Regions from separate parts of the Ovis aries genome. Here region 1 is linked to region 2. Evidence: chromatin contacts called from public Hi-C data. All regions are on one chromosome and are shown on one strand. Each heading gives the region's core, a stretch centred on a gene start, on an enhancer-like site or on the middle of the called end of the contact. The rest is flanking DNA. Distances are from core to core; before and after follow the strand shown. Region 1 holds the start of TAF6 (TATA-box binding protein associated factor 6). Region 2 holds the start of ZCWPW1 (zinc finger CW-type and PWWP domain containing 1).

Region 1 (4,161 bases), core at 58-2,557, 230 kb after region 2:
AAAGGAAAGGAGCGGTTAGGACCATGTCATGAAGAACACTGATACTGAAATGCAGGGTGGAGTAAGGCAAAGGGGAATAGAATCCAGGAAGAAATTAAAGCCAAGAAGGCAACCAACTAGGGAACCAGGGCACTCCGCGGCTCAGCTCTGAAGTGCCCCCTCCCAGCTGGTCCCACAGATGCAGCTACAGAAGATGCTGCTCGATGAAAAATCCACACAGTGCAGACGCTCTGCAAAGCCTCACAGTTATGCGGAACCTCTCCCAGTTGTTTGGCCACCTCTGTCTTTTATGAGCTTCAAAGCCTGATTTATTCACTCTCAAACCCCCGCAGGAGGGCGTAGGGCCTGTAATTTGGGAGCGTCTCTGCTGGGGTGGAGCAGAGGATATCTACAAGGTAATGAGCCTGACAGCTCACTCCTGCAGGATCTTCAGATTTAGCTCTGGTCCTTTGGGGGAAACACACGCACACACACAGAGAAGATGCTGACTGGAGTGGGCGATCGGGCCGATAGTCTGAACTACAATTCCCACAAGCCACTGGGGCCCAAACCAGCAAGAAAAAGCAGGCAACCCCCCCACCCCCCTTCTGGATGTCTCATGGGAATTGGAGTGCCATAGTTTGGGGGTAGCGCTATGCGTTCCCTCTGTTGGCCCCATTCGAATTCCACCAGGCTCCATCAGAACCTTCCTCAGGTCCTCAAGGAGGTCGAGTGACCCACCCATCACGTTCCATTTGGTCTGGCCCAGACGAAGGAGGTAGGGCAGAAGGATGCGAATAGGGGCTACTCCCTTTAGATACCTTCGCATTTGCTGGGCAAGCGTTCTGTGTCATCGTCCTCCTCCTTCGGCGTCCCAGCCCAAGCACCGTACACAGTCAAAATGAAAAGCAACGTTCCCAACCGCACAGGTCCCATGACCAAGTGCCGTCCACAGCTAACCACCCCTTGCTTTCAAACCAACTTCGAGCAGGCAGCGGGCCCTTTAAATCGCCAGGCGGTCGGCGGCAACATTAATCCAGCCTGGCACGGGAGGCGCACGCGCAGTGCCGCCTCGAAAGAGGGCGGGGCCTCGCTGCGCTCTGGGCTTCCCCACCTGGTTTTGTGGCGCCTCCCGCAGGTCCTGGCCGCCGCATAGTGAAAGAATAAACTGAAGTAATTACAGCAAGAGAGTGTGCTCCTTACACGCAAGCATAGAGACACCGTTTTTATATCATTTCAGGCTCTGAGACTAGGGAGCTCACTCCGGCTCGGGGAAGGGGCAAGGGACCCGCTCTCGGTCTCTGCCAGGACCTGCTCCCGGAGGGGGCGGGGCCAATATGGCGCCGAGCGCCGGGTGAGCGGCGCTTTGGCGGCGGTGAGAGGCTTTTCCTGCGCTGGGCGTTCGGCTGGCGGGGGCGGGTCTGAGTGGTACCCGGGTCTAGACTCTTTGAAGGGCCCGTGTGGGGACCCAGAGGGGGACGGTTGGTTGAGTGTCCGTGTGCGTGGGGGCTCTGTGTGTTTGCACTGGAGGGATGTTGGGGGATGAGGTGGGCTCTGTACGCTTTCTTTCGCGCTGTACCCATTGCCTGGAGAACCTTCGACCCGCTTCCCTGCTGGGGAATGCTACACGGATCTAGATGAAGTTAATCTTCTGTGACGCCTCCTTGCCGCTCCAGTGACCTGAGGTTTCCTGAGGCCGTGGCGTGTTTTGTGAGCCTTTACACTGGCAGAGGGTACCGCGGGCTATCGAAGGATTAGTAGGAGCTCATCAGGGTACTGGGACACGACCGCCTCCTCTTTACTCGGCTCGAGGTCTAGAGTATGTGTTGAATAAATGTGTCCTCTGCAGATAAGATTTATAAAAGTGGGGGAGGAGACCTGGGATGGGTTGAGAAGAACGAAATTGTTTTTCCCTCCCCTCTTCTCGCCCCTCCATCAGGCCCACACCTGCCCCTCACCACCTTGCAGTCGCTCCTAAACACTTTTGACATTAGACTTCCTAATGCCAGGTTCAAGTGAACATTATGGCCAAGCTTGGGCCTATGTCTTGTTCGATAATAATGGTACCGAGTCCTTAGTGAGTTCCTAGTCTCTAAGCCTTACAACTCATATATTCAGCAGGTATTTGTTGAGTATCTGTCTGGGGACTCTGCATACATCAGTGAACATAACAAAGCTCTCTGTCCACACATAGAAGGGAAGGGGCGATGTAGTGAGAAGCATAAGAAGTAATACAGTATGTATCAGCAGACGTTAAATTCCATGGGAATTTAAAAAAAAAAAAGGCAGAGCCGGGGTGGGGTGCAGTATTAAACAGAGTAATGGGAATAGGCAGCCTGGGGACATCTAGGGAAGGGCATTCCAGGCAGAGGGAACAGAGCAAGACCACAAAGCAAAAACATGCCTGGCATCTTGGAACAGCAAGGAGGACCATGGGGCTGGATCATAGTGGAAGAAGGAAAGGAAAGGTCAGAGACTTGATGGGGAGATAGCAAATCATAAAGGACCCCGAAGACCGAAATAAGGATTTTGTATTCATGCTGTGGCACACTGGGAGCCAGTACAGGGTTTCGAGCAGAGAAATGACCCAATCTGATTTATATTTTGACAGAATCATTCTGGCTGCTAGGTTGGGAATAGATGTAGGGAGCAAGGATGCAAGCAGGAAGACCTTGTCAGGAGGCTCTTAAGGTTCCCCAGCAGGTGGGTAATGGTGAGCTGGCCACGCAGTGGGAGCAGAGGGATCAAGTCGGATCACCTGATGGGTCTGCGGTGAGGGCTCACATGATGAATAAGCATCTGGGTTAATGGCATTGCTATGAAGATGAGGAAAGCTGAGGCTGGAGCAGGTGGGGAGGGGGATGTCAGGAGTTGAGTTCAGAAGAAATTTTAAGTAGCCAGTTAAATATACAAGTCTGGAGTTGGGAATAAAGTTCTGGGTGGGGGATATAAATTTACCATCCTTAGCCTGTATGCAATACTGAAAGCTGTGAGAATGGTTGAGGTCATCAAGAGAATATGTATACCTCATAGCTATATGAGGACCAAAGGCAGGGCATTCCAGCATCAGGCAGATGAGGAGAAGAGGAAGAACCAGCAAAGGCAATGTAAAGGGGCTAGTGAAGGAGGAGGAAAGCCAAGAGCAGGAGTCAAAATCCTGACTGGGGTAGGTTCAAGAGAAGGAGAGGAGTTGGGGAGGGGCGAGACGAGAACCTCTATAGTAACAGGTAAGACAGAGCATGTGGGTGCCAGAGATGCTCAGCGGGTGGACATAGCGATGGGAGCCTGGGGAAGTCTCTTCTGATGGCCAAAAATCAGGGAGGAGGAGATGACAGGTGGGATGGAACCTGAGTGCACTGAGCTCTGTGACCATCAGCGCAGCATCAAGAGCCCATCTGAAGTTTGTGGCCATGAATTTAAAGTGCAGATTGGTCAACATGGCTGTGTATTTTCTCATCACATTCAATGGTAGGGGCACATAGGCTCAGACAGGGCAAGTTGTATTTAACCAACATTTTATATTTGTCAAGCATGAATAATGATGCAAGAAGGGGCAAGAGACATGAAGGTAGGCATGTCAACCACCTGAGGTAAAAAGGACACTTTGCACATTTTACAGAGAAGAAACCCAAAGCCAGGAGCATTTAAGTAGCCTGCCTAGACAACACTGCTAGGTAGTGCTGGGGCTGGGATTGAAACTAAGAACTGAGATCGTTCTGCTATACCTGACTTGTACTGTGCCTGGCACAGAACTAGAGCTCAATAAATTGCGTCCAGTTGGGTCCAAGTCCTACCTCCTGTTCAGTGAGTGCTGCTCATGTGAGGATGGACAGAAGACATCCCCCAACTCCATCCCCCTCATGCTCCACTGCTCTCCCCTTGTGGTGGCCTCTCCTGACTGGACAGCCCCTCTTTAGGTCTCACTCTCAAGTTTCCTCTCAACCCCTGCCAGGGTCTCCATCTCTCTGCCCTGGGGCATCATCCTTCCGGGGAGGGGAGGAGGGGCTCCAGAATGGCTGAGGAGAAGAAGCTGAAGCTGAGCAACACTGTGCTGCCATCGGAGTCCATGAAGGTGGTGGCCGAGTCCATGGGCATCGCTCAGATTCAGGAGGAGACCTGCCAGCTGCTGACGGATGAGGTCAGCTACCGCATCAAAGAGATCGCACAGGTACCTTGGTCTTC
Region 2 (3,841 bases), core at 997-3,496:
CCGGGGTCGAGGAGGAGCAGGGGGGCCCAGTTCTGTTCCGCCTCCTCCCCGTCGCTCCTCCCCCACGTCCGGGGGAGCGGCTCGCCCGTGCGGATCCGACAAGCAGGCCTCCCCGAGTGACTGCGCCTGGGGGCCGCCCCCTCGTTGCTGCTGCTGCGACTGACCGCCTCGAGGGGTGGATGCAGCCCCGGGGCTCTCCTTGCCGGCCATAGAGGCCGGGGATCCCGCCGAGTGAGCGCGCGGGCCCGGCGCACGCTGCGTCCCGCCGCGGAGCTCCCCGGAGGCGGCCTCTCGGTGCGGTTGCACCGTGGGGCCGCCCCCTCCGCCCGACTCATCTTTGAGCGGCGGCGGTGGGGCCGGCACCAGAAACGGCTCCTTCTCCGCCGCCATCTCGATCATTTCCTCCCCTTATTCCGTTCCAGTCGAGGGCAACCAGGGGGGCACCGGGGGCTTAACCCCCCTTCCTAGACCACGCTCCCTTCCCCCCGCCTCCTTCCCCGAGTGCGCGCGCAGTGCTGCTCGTCTCCCCTGGTCTCGCGCCCAAGCACCTCCCCGGAAAGCTCGCCCCACTCGCCCGCGAGACCAAAACAAGATGCCCGCGAGACCCGAACAACTCGAGGACTCAACCGCGCGTGCGCCGACCCCTTTCTCCTCTACCACTACCGCTCCGGCGCGAGCGCGCACGGCTGGGGCGCGTTCCTCTCTCCCTGGAATCACGCATGCGCACTCCGCCACCACCCTGATTGCGCGCGCATCGGAGTACGAACCAACTTAACGGCTCCGGGAGTTTAAATACAGCCCTTCTCAGCCCGCCCCCCACCCGCAGAAGCCCACCACCCCAAACTGACACCCTACTTCCCTTCGCAGCTATGTCCGTCCCTACTGATATCCTTTTGTCTCTGCCGCGCGATCCCACCCACCGTAGGCGGGGGACGGGGAGCTGGTGTGAAAAGGTCTCCTTGACACCCGACCCTTGTTCCTGAGGAATGAGTCTCAGCGGTCTCCGCCCGGCTCTAAACCCAGCAACCTCCCCACCCCGCCTCCTTCCTCCCCCTAGCGAGCAGCGCCTGCGCACACCCTTTTGGGCTTGCGCGGGTAGATGCAGCACGTGCTGGAGATGACGCCCCGCCCTCCGTGCTAGGGGCGGGGACTGTTACGTTACTTCCTAGGGTTTGGAACACGCAACATGCGTCAGCACGATTCGGAGGGCCGTGGCTAATGGGCGGGGCGGTCCGTATGAATTATTCATGACCCAGTTGCCCCCCCCCCCCCCCGCCCCGGTGCCCACCTATTTAGAAAGGCTTCCGAGGGAGCGGAGGGGTGCACCTAAAAAGGAGAGGAGGGGAAGGAGCGGAGCATACTGACCGTCTTCCTACGAACTGTTCTCAGTATAACACGATAGATCATTTTAACTCATCCCCCCCTGGAAAACAGTCTCTGCTGAACTGGAAAAAGAAAAAAAAAGCACTAAAACAGGCGATGTTGTCTTAACTTCCTCTTCCCCCTAAACAGCCGAGTCGTTCTCTCGCTCCCCGATCGCGATCACCTGGGGACACCACGCCCTCTCCGCCTCCACACCCACCTCCCGCACCAATGCCTCCGCCCACCACCCGACGCCAGCGCACGAGCCCCCCCAGCCCGGAGACAAGCTATCCGACGCCCACTACAGCTGCCAATAGCAGTACACCCAGCACCGCCGCCCCCCCCGCCCCCCACTCCGTACACAGGCTTTCCCGAGCACACGCTGCGGCTCCGAGCCGCCTTATATAAAAACGAATGTGGGCGAGGAAGAGATTTCGGTCCGCTTTGGGGGCTCCCTGCCTTAGCCTATGGGGAGGAAGCTACTGGACAGCCTTTCCACTGGGTGTTTGTTTGGTGGCTTGATTTCCTTGCCAACAGCGCTTGGGGTGCGGGTCCTGTGGCTGAGAAAAGGGTGGAAGAGGCGAGAATGGGGTTAAGGATAGATCTCAAATAAAATAACAAAATAAGGGGATGAAGGATACTAAGAAGAATGCGAATGAGGGCACGAAAAGAGGACGGAAAAGGCAGTCTGGGGCAGAGAAAGAAGTCAGTAAAAGGAAGATGTGCGTCTTGAAACATCAGGCGCTACGGCTGCCACCTAAAAAAAAAAAAGCGAGGCCAACGGGGATTATGGGATTTGTAGTTTTATAGGGTATTCGGTTGGAAGATGGCGGCGATGACTGCTGCGCAAAGGCAGAAACGGCCTCCAATTGCGCATGCGCATTAGCCCTGCGAGCACGCCGCCGGAGGAGGTGGAGCTTGCGAGTGGCCTCGCGCCTATCCTTGTTGGCGGGAAAACTGGTTGGAGGTTCGCGCGGCTGGTGGAGTCGCTGCAGTAACTCTGTCTGCTCCTCACCCTTAGAGCCTCTACGCACCAGAAGGTAGTTGGTGTTTTTCCGCTTGCACCTGAAGGTTCTAGGCTTGGCCAGTCTTGGCACCTGTCGCCTGAGGAAAAGTTTTCTCCTCAGGGTGATGGCTAGCTCTTATCCCTCTCCTCAGAATCTCTAGCCGCAGACTTGCTCCAAAGAGAAAACCAGAACTAAGTCAGTATTACGGTGCGCGATGTCGAGCTGAGCGAGAATGAGGATCCTGGTGTCTCCTCGTGTTGAGGGTGGGAATGGGGAGGGGGAGCTGAGGGGAAATTGTCTCATGGAGGGTGTTTCTTGATGGTGAGGAGAGGTTAGAGAGCCACTGTTTTACCCTTAGAGGAGTCATGGACTTCTGGCTCTGTGGTACCTCCGGTCTGAATTGCTGTGCTTTTAAGAGAGAATTGGTGAGGAAAGAGGAAAAATGTGGGTGTCTCCAAGTTCTTCCCTCTGGTTTGAAAAGTGAGATTAGGCCTTTTATTGTTCCAAATCTGAGCACTCTGTGAGGGGAAATGGTGCAGTGGTCTGGGAGTTCATGGGCATGGCCCCTTGGAAAGCAACACAGAATGGCTAGTTTGAGGTTGGCATTATTCCGGGCACCTGTGGAAGCTTTTCAGCGGTTAGATAGAAAGGGTCTGAACCAAGATCAGGGTACTAAAGAGTCTGTCTTGGTGATAATTGACCATGTCTCTCTGCTTCCTTGCACTCTCTGAACTTAAAGCTTTAGTCACCATTAATTTGAAGATTCCGTAAAAGGTTTTACTTAAAGTAGTTACGACAGTAAATGTCTTGTTTCATTGATAAGTCGTGTCAGACTCTTTTGCAACCCCATGAACTGTAGTCTGCCAGGATTTCCCCGGCAAGGATACTGGAGTGGGTTGCCATTTCCATTTCCAGGGGATCTTCCCGACCCTGGGATCAACTCACCTCACCTGCATTGGCAGGTGGGTTCTTTACCACTGAGCCACCAGGGAAGCCCCAAATGTCTTGTTAGGCAGCCTAGTATGGGTAATAAGGGTAGCTGGGATCAGTTTTTTTCCTTCTGTCTTGTTAAAAGTTTAGAATCATGCTTGCTGAGCGCACATGAGAGAAGGAAGGTGGAAAGAACAAACTTATTGATGGAGGCATGAAAATGAGAAGAAATCTACGTACCATTAGACATTAAGACAAAAAGAAATCAAACTCCAGCTTAAAGGAGAGTTAAAATATAGTCTTTATCTTATTTATTTATTGTTTTTTGGAGAGTTATATTTTATTTGGTGGACATTCTGAGGAACTCAAGCCTGGGAGGCAGCATCTTAGGTAACCCTGAGAAAAGTGCTTCCTCTGAAAATATAATCTTTATTTATTTTACAATATATATATTTACTTGTTTTGATCATTGCCTAACTACTCCCACTAGAATGTCAGCTCAGTGAGAATAGAAATTTGATCTTTTTTCCTTCTCAAAATAT

Evidence for each region. Hi-C and Micro-C count contacts between places; a contact is called where the count stands out from the background.
Region 1: a Hi-C map of liver shows a contact between it and region 2, with 3 times the contacts expected there. The contact joins the promoter of TAF6 here to the promoter of ZCWPW1 in region 2. A contact is called at or near these places in 4 of 16 Hi-C or Micro-C datasets (hypothalamus, liver, skin fibroblasts and 1 more).

What each region holds. Positions count from the first base shown.
Region 1 is chr24:36,774,121-36,778,281 of ARS-UI_Ramb_v3.0, forward strand. TAF6 (TATA-box binding protein associated factor 6) reads left to right here and starts at 1,308. Exons shown (of 15, transcript XM_027961724.2): 1 at 1,308-1,354; 2 at 3,932-4,147. The coding sequence starts at 3,992. CNPY4 (canopy FGF signaling regulator 4) reads right to left here and starts at 984. Exons shown (of 6, transcript XM_004021025.5): 1 at 801-984. The coding sequence starts at 915.
Region 2 is chr24:36,544,061-36,547,901 of ARS-UI_Ramb_v3.0, forward strand. ZCWPW1 (zinc finger CW-type and PWWP domain containing 1) reads left to right here and starts at 2,247. Exons shown (of 17, transcript XM_015104236.4): 1 at 2,247-2,402. It overlaps MEPCE (methylphosphate capping enzyme), which reads right to left and starts at 988. Exons shown (of 4, transcript XM_004021019.4): 1 at 1-988. The coding sequence starts at 399.